Linked DNA regions of Capsicum annuum: region 2 is linked to region 1. The links are chromatin contacts, called in public Hi-C maps. All regions are on one chromosome and are shown on one strand. The core of a region is the stretch at or near the end of the contact, and the rest is flanking DNA. Distances in the headings are between cores, read along the strand shown.

Region 1 (5,078 bases), core at 1,337-3,836:
AAAAAGAAGAAAGGACAAGATTCAATCTTAACGCTCAATGATATCAAGCTTCATTAGGTAGTTATGGTGTTAACCCACATTTAGCTGATCTTACTACCCAGTGATAAAGAGAAAAGTAAAGGAAGTTGATTTCCTAAATGAGCTAGTCCTCTAGCTTACTCAGCAATACCATAGTTGGAACATAAGATCCATAGAAGGTTGCAAAGCGAAATCTCAATCCAAGGCTTTTGATGTAGACAAACGCCTCTTTTTAATAGGTGATGTAGATAAAATACCTCAAAAAGTGAATTTAAATCAAGGTATAAGAGGATACAAGAAAATAACAACATAATAATACAAACCCTCATATCCGCCATGGAAGTCCGAGTACGTTTGCTTGGAACAGTAGTTTTAACCCTTTCTTCAAACTTTTGTTGCTCAAACTCATAACTACTGGGAGAACAATGACTTTGTGTACCCGTCTTACCCATGCCTGTCCCTGAAACTGATCGATCACTTGGGAAAAATGTCATGGGTCGGTCATTTGATAAAGCATCAGAGCGAGATCTCTTCCTTGATGGAATGCTTGGAAAGCATTTATTGAGCACAGATAAAGATTCGGTGAATATTTTTACACGTTCCCTGATATGTCAAGGATTTAAATGAGCACAATATCTCTTAAAAACCTCATTAAAAGTTGACTAGGAAAAGCATGTACAAGAAGAACACAGTATCCAGATAAACTACCTCGCTTTAGAGCAGCTTTCACGAAGACCAGTCTTCAGCCGTCTGGCCTCCTCTGCAGAGGGAGAAGGGAACAGTTTGCCTTTGGAAGACACCAAAGAAGAATCCTCCACTGGCACCCCTAAAGCTAAACTGGTAAGCTGCTTGAAATCAATAATCCGATTAAGCTTGTGGTCCGTAACCATAGCTTTTGGATCAAAGCGCAAGCATTGGAAAAAGTTAACCGCATCTGTACGTGTTATTGTTGAAGTGCTTCTAGTCATGTTTGGAAGAGAAGATAAGATTGGATTCTCCATGTTCTCACGGAAGCTACCTGACCGATCCAATGAAGCAGTAGGTGCATAAGATCCACGCTGCCCAGAGGCGTGCAGTGGCCTATCTGGACTACTAGAAGATAGATCAAATTTGCTAGCTGCTGACATTGCATCAATTTGCGAACACTCTTTGTGTAACCCACCCAGCGAACACAGCTGTGCATGGCACTGCTCCTCAAGAATAACGCATGAAACCAACTCAATCTCCTAAAAAATGTGCATGAACATAGCACTTCTGCAAGGATACCATCATGCAAACATGAAACCCACTCCACACAAATCCAAGACTAACTAAAAGCTGTGTAACCTACTGGCAGCTCTAAAAAAATTGAGTTATAACTAAATCTGTTATGCTCGTTTATAGCTACTTAAAAAGCTCAGAAAAAAGGCCAAAATCAACGAACAATAATGAATGACATAAGGATACAAGCAAGAAGATATAGACACATAAATATCGCGACAACTAATTCTAAACTCAATAAATGAACAAGTCGACAAATTTTTTTTCTTGTAAGGATTGTCATGCATTCCAACAGCTTCTATTCATGAAACTATTTATTCACTTTCTAAAGTATTCAGCCAACAAAGAGCTGAACACTGTCAGCACTCAGCAGCGGACTAAACAAGCCGTAAGACTCATCACATCCAAATATTAAATAGTAATAAAATAAAATTTTGAGTTCAGAGCTATGTTCTTGAACTAGGTCCACTGATACTTCTAACATTTGCTATTATTTTTGTAATAGCCAGCAGTTATAGCAATCAACACTGATTTATATTTTCTCCTTTTCTCAAAGTTTGACCACAACATTCATCAAACGGCAGACAAAATTTCAAACAATGCTACCGATATGAAAAATCGAAAATAAACAATTTTTCGGTGATCAAAGACTCAGATTTGACACCCACACTCTCCTTCACTTAACTTGAACAAAATGCCAAAAAAAAGAACCATAAATACAAACAACCCATAATTAGAAAAATTAACAAAAAGCAGCAAAAGATTTGTATATAAATCTATATTTATATCTCACTAGGTGGGAATATACAGGGTTTGTTGTTGTTGTATATATATATATATTACCTGGCAACTTTAACTGTATAAACACACTAATAAAATCTCAAACAACCGCGTGATCTGCACAGCCTTGGATGCCAAAAATCTGAAATGTATAAAAATTACCATCAAAAAAAAATTAAAGTAACTCGGGGTTCAATTAGGGTTTTGAAAAGTTCGATTTTGTTAAAACAAAATTAAAAGAATAGCTCAAACAAAAGGGGAAAAGAAGAATATCGTACACGTTCAAAAACAAAATGAATATTCAGATATGAATTTGTGTATGTGAGAGAGACAAATATTCCCATGAAAAAAAGACATGAAATATAATAAGTAGAGAAAAATCATTACAGGAACGTAGAAAGAGTCCGTTGATCGGTGGAAGGAGGTCAGGTTGTTCCAGCAATAACGTGGTTTTTTTTTTCCTTTTTTTTAATTTTCTAAAGCCCCAAACACGAATACAAATTGGACCAAAACCACATTTTGGGCCTCCTACTTCTATCTATCTTCCACCAGCCCATGTTATCTGCCAAATAATCACTTTTTTAAGTTACCAATTACGTAAGATTTACCCCTAGTTTCATCAAAAGTAATTACTAATATTTAGCCAATTCATAACTAGTGGGACAAAATAACGCTGAATTAAACCTACCTTCTTACACTGAAATTTTCACCTGTTGTTGCTTTGTTGCTTTTGTGTTGTGTTAAAAAATAATTTATATATATATAAAAGTAAAATTTAGGTTAGACAAAATGTCATGTGTCAAGTTATTAAATTAGCCACGTGGCAATTTTTAAGACAATATTTAATGATGTTGTGATAAAAAAATTTAAATTAAAAAATATTAGAAAGTTTGAAACTTTTAAATGATGCAGTAAATTTAAAAATAAAAAAAATGTGGGTCATTTAAAACAACTTTTTAACCTAATAAAAAAGGTGCAGTAAATTTTAAAAAAAAAAAAAAGAAAAAGAAACTTAGGCCTAGACAAGACTTTTAGAAGAAGAAGAAATATTATAAATTGAATTATATTAAATAAATAGTAGTAATAATAATAATAATAATAATAAAAGTAATAATAAATAAATAAATTATAGTTTTAGCAGTAGTAATACGTTGTTCTGGTAAGTAATAGTTTTAATAATAATAAGATAACAATAACAATTTTATAGATTAAAGGATAAGTATGAATTTTATTTTAAAAAAATAAAGGATAAAGGATAGAATTTGTATTAAATGTTATCTTTATGTTCCAAATAGACTTCTACTCTTTCATAAATTTATTTCTATTAAATTTAAATGTTACATAATATATTTAAATATAATTTATTTAAATGTTAAATTAAAGATGAAGCTATAGTAATTTAATAATAATAATAATATAATTTCATAATGATGGAGAAAAAAGAAATAGGCTAATGATAAAGAAGTTTATCTAATTCAAAATCTTTCACCGATTAGGATAATGGATAAATATAAAATTAAAGAAAGACTTTTTAAAAAAATTTAAATGTTTTCACATAGCTTTATATTAATAGACTTATGAATATTTGTTAAAAGAATTCCTCATTCTTTGTTAATGTGGTAAACGATTTTTTAAAAATTGGAAGTTTATTGGCAACTGCTTTTAGTAATTGTGCGGAAGTGTTTTTAATTTTTTTAAAATAAATTTGTTTTGTGATGGGAAGGTAATTATTTTCTTTTTGACATTCAACATATTAGAATTGAATTGGAATAGAATTTTTCCTTCATAATCTCTCTTATATATATTCACTCATATTCTGTCATGTGATGTTAAGTTTTCTTCTTTCTATTATTGATTACTGATTATTAGGTTTATTTATGAATTTACTTATTACATTCTTTATTTTTAAAAAAAACTTTATTTGATTTGACCTTTTATTTTTATATGCAGATGATGATGATGATGTTTAACAACTATTTTTATTATATTCGGGTATGAATTCAAGTAAGTGATATTTTTCATTATAATTTTGTAAAAGTAATTAAATACATTCTTAAAATTATTATTACACAATGCTAGACTAAGTAATTGCTACTTTAAGTAAACTTTGATTATTAGGGTTTAAGTTCGAGATTTGATTGAGGAATATAATGAAAAATTATTATTCATAACTTAACAATTTTATGCTTGTGAACAATTTTTGCAGTTCATGACAAAGCAAATTGCAGGTTCTGAAATGGTTGGAGAAAATTTAAAATAAATAAATAAATATTATTTTTATACAATTTGCAATATTTTAACTCAATTATTTTGATGGTGAAAGTAAAATATTTTATAGTGAAAATATGAATGAAAGGTAACAAAAAGAAAAAAAAAAGATACAAGTAAAAAGAAGATATGTTTTAATATTTTTTTATAAAATTAACTAAACGGAGAGAACTAGCCTAGCATAAATAAGAAAATAAAATAAAACAATAAATGTAAAAATATTAAAAGAAACATATATTGTGATTTAAATAATAAAGATAAATATTGTATTTGTAAACAGATAAAATAATAAAAATATTCATGCTTTAAATCTATGCACGTATACATATAAATTATTTTTCGAAAATTAAATTTTGTTCTTTCTTTTTCTCTTTTAACTTGGTTATTAAAGAATAGAAAAAGACGACATTATCAAGATTAGTTTATTACAATTTGAAGATAAAAATAATCGTGTGAATTTGCAGTTTTAAAATATTTAGATAGTTTACTATTTTAAATTTTAATGGCATGTATAACATTTTTTTTATCTTATTTTTCATCTTCTTCTTATTGCAAGAGAATGACTGATTTATTAAGAATGACTGATTTATTAAAATTCAAATCATCATTTTCATGGTAGCTCAATAATAAAAGTAATTACTGTACTAATTTTAATTCGAATTGATGACTAAAATTCTCTTTTTTATTTAAATAAAATTTTACGAAAAATAATTATTTAGATACTTACTTTAATAATGCAAACTTAAGTAGAA
Region 2 (5,538 bases), core at 53-2,552, 400 kb after region 1:
TGAAATGGAACTTGATATATGCTATATATGATGGTGATCTTTTTGTCACATTATGATGAATCGTCCAATTTCTCAGTTGTCAAGCTCCACTTTCCTGGGACGATCAAGTGGATCATTGCGACGAGGTCTTGTTTCTGGTAGCCGTGAGACTTTCACTACGGGAAATGACTCTGATCCTACACGTTCTAGAATGCCTGAGGCAAGTCCAGCGACCATGCACAAAATATCAAGTGGACAGAGAATCTCCCCACTCGTTGGAGCACCAGATCCTAAACATGCTTCATCTGGCAGGAGTACTTCTGGTATGAAGAACTATGAATCCACACTCAAAGGAATTGAGAGTCTACATTTCGATGAGGAAGACACGGATCACTAATGTTTGGAAACCCTTTCATCACATTCTTGTAAATTTCTGACTTGTGTGATCCTCAAGTAGAATTGAGGCTTTGAAAGTTATTTTTTTAATGAGTTCCAGTTAGAAATTAGGGATCTGCGGGTGTGTTAGTGCAAGCAAGGTCTATTAATAGATGGATCTAAATGATGCTAAGCAGGATGTCAGGTGGTTTCAATACAAGCTCATTGTCGTGCATGCCTCTTTATGTTTCAAAGTTGTGCAATCAGACATCTTCCATACTCTTTAAACCTTGTCCAGATGATGGGGACTAGTGAAACTGTATATTGGTCATTGTAATATTTAAATGGTCCCCACTAATATTCTAGTTGAATGTCGGATGAGTGCAACAGCAGTTCCGTAAATTTTGGGTCCTGGTTCTTTTTCAAGTATGTGCAAAATGTTGTTTGCCAAGTTTATTTTGTAACAAGCTCAGGTTTACACCCATTGTATGGGAGAGATTTGGTTTATAAACCAATCGTACCCTTTGGGAAACACGTGGAAGATTGCGTCTTGAAACAACTGTATGAGCAACAAGCCCGGCATGAACATGGAAGATGACAATGGAGCCCAGACTAATAAAATGCTGTCTCAGGAAAATAATGACCAAGGAGTTTACCCTACAACTAGTTCGGTCCCTTTGAGTCCCAAGGTATCTGAACTCATTTTGGGCTATTGGTTGGATATTGATAAAAATGGAACATTGAATGTGGGATTCACTTTTTATTGAAAAAACCTCTGATAAATTTTTTTATAATTTTGTCGAGTCTAGAATGTCGAATTTGATAGGGTAGCATAGTTTATTTGCATGCATGAAGTTCCGAACGAATTCTGAGCACCTGATAGGAGTCTGTTGGGACTTTGGATTTTGTTGGTGCTACATCACCTGGTGCAGGCTATATTTAGTCTTTGCATTCACGAGGTTTTGACCATGTTCGCAAAGAGTTACGTCTTTGACCTTCGCGGTCGCGAGCCTCCTCCACGGTCGCAGTGAAGGGTTGATTCGACCCGGTCTAATTTCTTCTTTGCATTCGTGAAGGCTTCATGGTGTTCACCATGGTCTTCCCAATTGCGGCCATTCCCTACATTGGTGATGGGTGATTTTGTTGTTCCTTGCAATCGCGATCATGGGTCCTCACAATCACGAAGGGTAAGCCCCGATAGTTTAAAACCTTGTGTTCCTTCATCATTTTCCTTGTTAATTCTGCCCTTTTTCCTTATAAATTTCTAGAATTTAATTCTTGATTTCCTTAATGATTGATTCAAGCTCATATTGTGCTCAAATTTTTGAGCACATATTCGTTATTCTTAGAGGTACCTCGTGATAGATTCAATTTTGAGTTCCGATAATGGGTCCCACGAGCCTAGTTTTGACCCAATTCTTGGCTCAGGGTTTATTATTGCAATATGGGTCTGGTTTTACTGATAGTAACATTTAGATTATAATATTCATAGTGCGACGTAATTCAGAGTTTGAGGAGTTGAGACGAGCAATTCGTGGATGGTTTGACACTGTTGTTTAGCTATGAGATAGGCTATTGTCAACTTTTCTCTATGACATTGTGTATTGTATAGATTGCATGTGCGGTGGGGTTTTATAGGATAGGTTTAAGGCCATTCGTGCCTTCTTGTTGATATTTGACTTGTTAGGGCAATTTTAGTAGGGGCGTGCAAAAACCGAATCATCGATAAATCGAACAGATAAAAATGTTATTGAGCTAACGATTTTTTATTGATTTTATAAAATCTTTTTATTGGGTATATGGTTCGGGTTTGGTTTTAGCTTATTGGGTTATCGATTAAACCGATAAACCCAGTAAGGATATACTAAAATACTGTTTTACCCTAATTTATGTTATATATATGAATAATTATATTACTTATATATATAATATTTTAGACAATTCAGTAATTCACAAAGTATTAACCTATTCAAGGCAAAGACACAATACAAAGCGTGAGTATTGCCATATTGGAAAGTTTGAAACATTCAGTATAGCTTACAACAACTAGGATTTTTTTTTTCAAACTAACATTCAGTTCAAGTTTGAAGATTCTTGTTAATGAAAACATGTAGGAGTTTGGCGGCAACTAAGATTCTATTTTTTTTTATGTTAGTTGTTACTATTTTTATTTTATGAGTATTTTCTTATTGGTTTAACTGAAAATCGAACCGTTAAGGATAAAAAATCGATAAATCGAAAAACGATAAAAAATCTTATTGGTTGATTATTGGTTTTGCATATTTTAAAATTGAAAACCGATAAACCGAACCAATAACGCATAAAACCGAACTGAATCGATCCATGCACACCCCTAAATTTTAGAATAGAATTGTAGTTTGAGCCTTAGCCTATAATACTAGCTATATCTATAGGGTTATGTTAAGCATGCTACTTTCTTGGATCATAGGTTAACATTAGGGATTCCTAGTTTAGGACTTGTAGTTGTACATATTATTGTGGGTCATATTCTTAGATAAACCCTCCCAATAGCATGATGCCCTTATTTACCTTAGCATTCTATGCAATGATCTCGATATCCTTTTACCTTGTATATTATTAGACCCGATACCTTGGTTGCGATATTAGTTGGACACCAGGTTAGTTTCATGTGTCTGATAGAGCTATGATTTCAGTTTATAGATGCTTGAGTGCTTGCACTTCTATTGTTTGGATACTAGTGATGGCATGTATAAATTTATATGCACCCGCATTTATTTTATGGTATGATTCCAAATAAAACTTTGGTTTCTTATTAATATTCCCCAAAAGGATTTATTCTCACTTTTCACTTGTAAAGCATATTTTTTAAAATGGAAGTTGTACTATTCGTATTGTTGGTTTATGGCTTGTACTATTCGTATTATTGGTTTATGTCCTTTTATACTAAGCATACTACTTTTGAAACTCAAACTGATGTAGTTTCTGGTCCATTATCAAGCTACTCATTTATCATTATTTACTTATTTCGGTTGAGGAAGATTTCAACTCTTTTTACACTATTCTACCATTTTTCATTCTCACTTTGATCTTAACAATGGATTTTCTGCTTATTTAGCCTTTGATCAATTTCGAGCACTTATTATACTCTTATTTATCCCCGATACTTAATGGAGTAGAATTATTACAGTTGATTAACAGACCCCTGTCTAGGAACCATGTGCCAGAAGATTAGATACCCCAAAAGTCCTGCTTTGTGAGCCGGCGAGCCAAATAAGATGTATACATTTCGTATGATATGACACTTGGTATAGTAGTACTAGATTTACTTTCCATTCATTTATTGATATGCATTGCCTATCACCAGTATAGTTGTTTGGCGTTTATACCTACCGATCTTATGGAGGGATAAATAGGTATAGGTTATGTTTGTTGTTTGCTGTATGATTGTAACTATCTTTTGACGGTCCGGTTAGGTTATTGTTTTTCCGATTTTAAATTCTTATATTGTTGTTTGTACATTATTGTATAGTTTATGGCATGATGGTTATGGACTTGCACACGACCTGTAGGTATGCTTCTGGGTTCTTTTCCTTTTTGATATTATGAACCTTGTGATTATTCATATTTCGGGTTATACATTCAGATTGTGCTAGAGTTAGATCCTTTCTTGTATATAACACTCATGATATCTAGGCGGTTAGTCTAGCTCCCCCAGGGTTGTCTAGCTACCTGCATAATACTGTCTAATATCCATTTCTTCTCTAGCTAATTTTATTGTATATCACCTTCTTTCCTCATACTATAATTGTATATCCCCTCTTCACTCTACTATTGTATACTGTTTAGCTCTTTATTGTATCACTCATTCATCCCTAGTTACTTGTAGAATATGGTAGTTTATCCTTGCTTCTCTACTATCCTTATTGTACTCTATTTCCTAGTTAGTTGCCTATAATGTATATTCTTGTTGTACGTATTATTCACACTTGCATTATTGTTAGAGTTCAATCAGCTAATGCCTACTGATTACCTTATGTTTGGTACTCATACTACACTTCTGGACTTTACTAATCATAATATGAGTTCTTGTCGCTGATGTGTCCATCGTGCAAAGCTGTCATGGATCAAGGATTTATGTTGAGCTTTTGGCATCTAGAGGTGATCCTTCTCACTCTCATTTGTTGGACTAATCTTTATTTTGTAATTTGGAGATGATTCTCTCTGTGTGTGTGTGTGTGTGTATTGTATTCTTGTTTTGTTAGTGGCTCTTGTACAGGCTTCACCAGGTCTTAGGGTATAATTACTTTCTTCTGGTTCTCTTTTTCCTTGTATTTAGTTTTGGTTATATTTTTCTCTTAGCTCATTACTCGCTATTCTAGGCTATGGGTTGACTTGTCTACTGATGGGTTATACAGGTGCTATCATGACCTAAGAAATCAGATTTTGATAATTTGGTACTAGAGCCTTGGCTCACTAATGTTGTTAGTACAAGAGCAAAGTTCCTAGTGGAGTCTTACGGATCAGTACAATGATGTTCTTATCCCTTCCGGAGGATTGGTACAATGATGTTCATATCCTATCTTTGGGAGGCTATAATGCATTCTTTGAAAATTTCATTTCTTGATTCTTGATCGTGTCTTCTTACTTCTGTCAACTTTTTAGTACTTTTTTGGACCCCCTTCTTCTTAGATAGATAGTACGAGGTTTTCATTAGCTGCAAATGAGATTACTACACGCGTTACCAGAGTTTCAGTTTCGGGTTAGACTAGAGAGTCAAAGCTTAATATTGAGGATCTTCAACTCAGCTAGAGGGTTTGGGGCTGTCCCAGGCTCTGGTGGAGTTTGTAAATGTAATACCCTATATCTTTTCTAGTCTCTGGACAACATCCGACTCAGCCTACGAGTTGTAAGCCAGCATACGAGTTGTATGTTGGACTCATACCTAAGCCAGTGTAGTATGGTAAACATTCTTTTACAAGTATGACTTGACCCCCATGAGTCGTCAAGAGGGGTATGAGTCGTATAAATCCAATCGTAAGGATATCAGTCTAGATCCCTTGAGGTTCTATTCAGGATATGAAACGATGGGTACCAGTCGTATTCTAGGGTACGAGTCGTAAACTCAAATCATATGATGACCAATGTATACCATTTCCATTCTGCCCAGCTTACGAGTCAAGCAGTCCAGTCGCACCCTAGTAT

The links. A called contact is a pair of places that touch in the nucleus more often than the background predicts.
Region 2: a Hi-C map of leaf shows a contact between it and region 1, with 4 times the contacts expected there. The contact joins the enhancer-like site here to the promoter of LOC107870724 in region 1. A contact is called at or near these places in 2 of 5 Hi-C or Micro-C datasets (leaf and placenta).

The regions. Positions count from the first base shown.
Region 1 is chr5:99,137,236-99,142,313 of UCD10Xv1.1, forward strand. LOC107870724 reads right to left here and starts at 2,587. Exons shown (of 16, transcript XM_047413104.1): 1 at 2,446-2,587; 2 at 2,122-2,200; 3 at 727-1,272; 4 at 342-621. The coding sequence starts at 1,145.
Region 2 is chr5:99,538,554-99,544,091 of UCD10Xv1.1, forward strand. LOC107870725 (casein kinase 1-like protein 2) reads left to right here. Exons shown (of 14, transcript XM_016717333.2): 14 at 77-756. The coding sequence ends at 376. Among protein-coding and RNA genes, the nearest start is that of LOC107870725, 19 kb to the left of the region's middle. Within about 2 kb of position 1,303, at least 4 of the 5 cell types and tissues checked have an H3K27ac peak or open chromatin away from gene starts, as enhancers often do. A contact at or near this core is called in leaf, where this site is marked.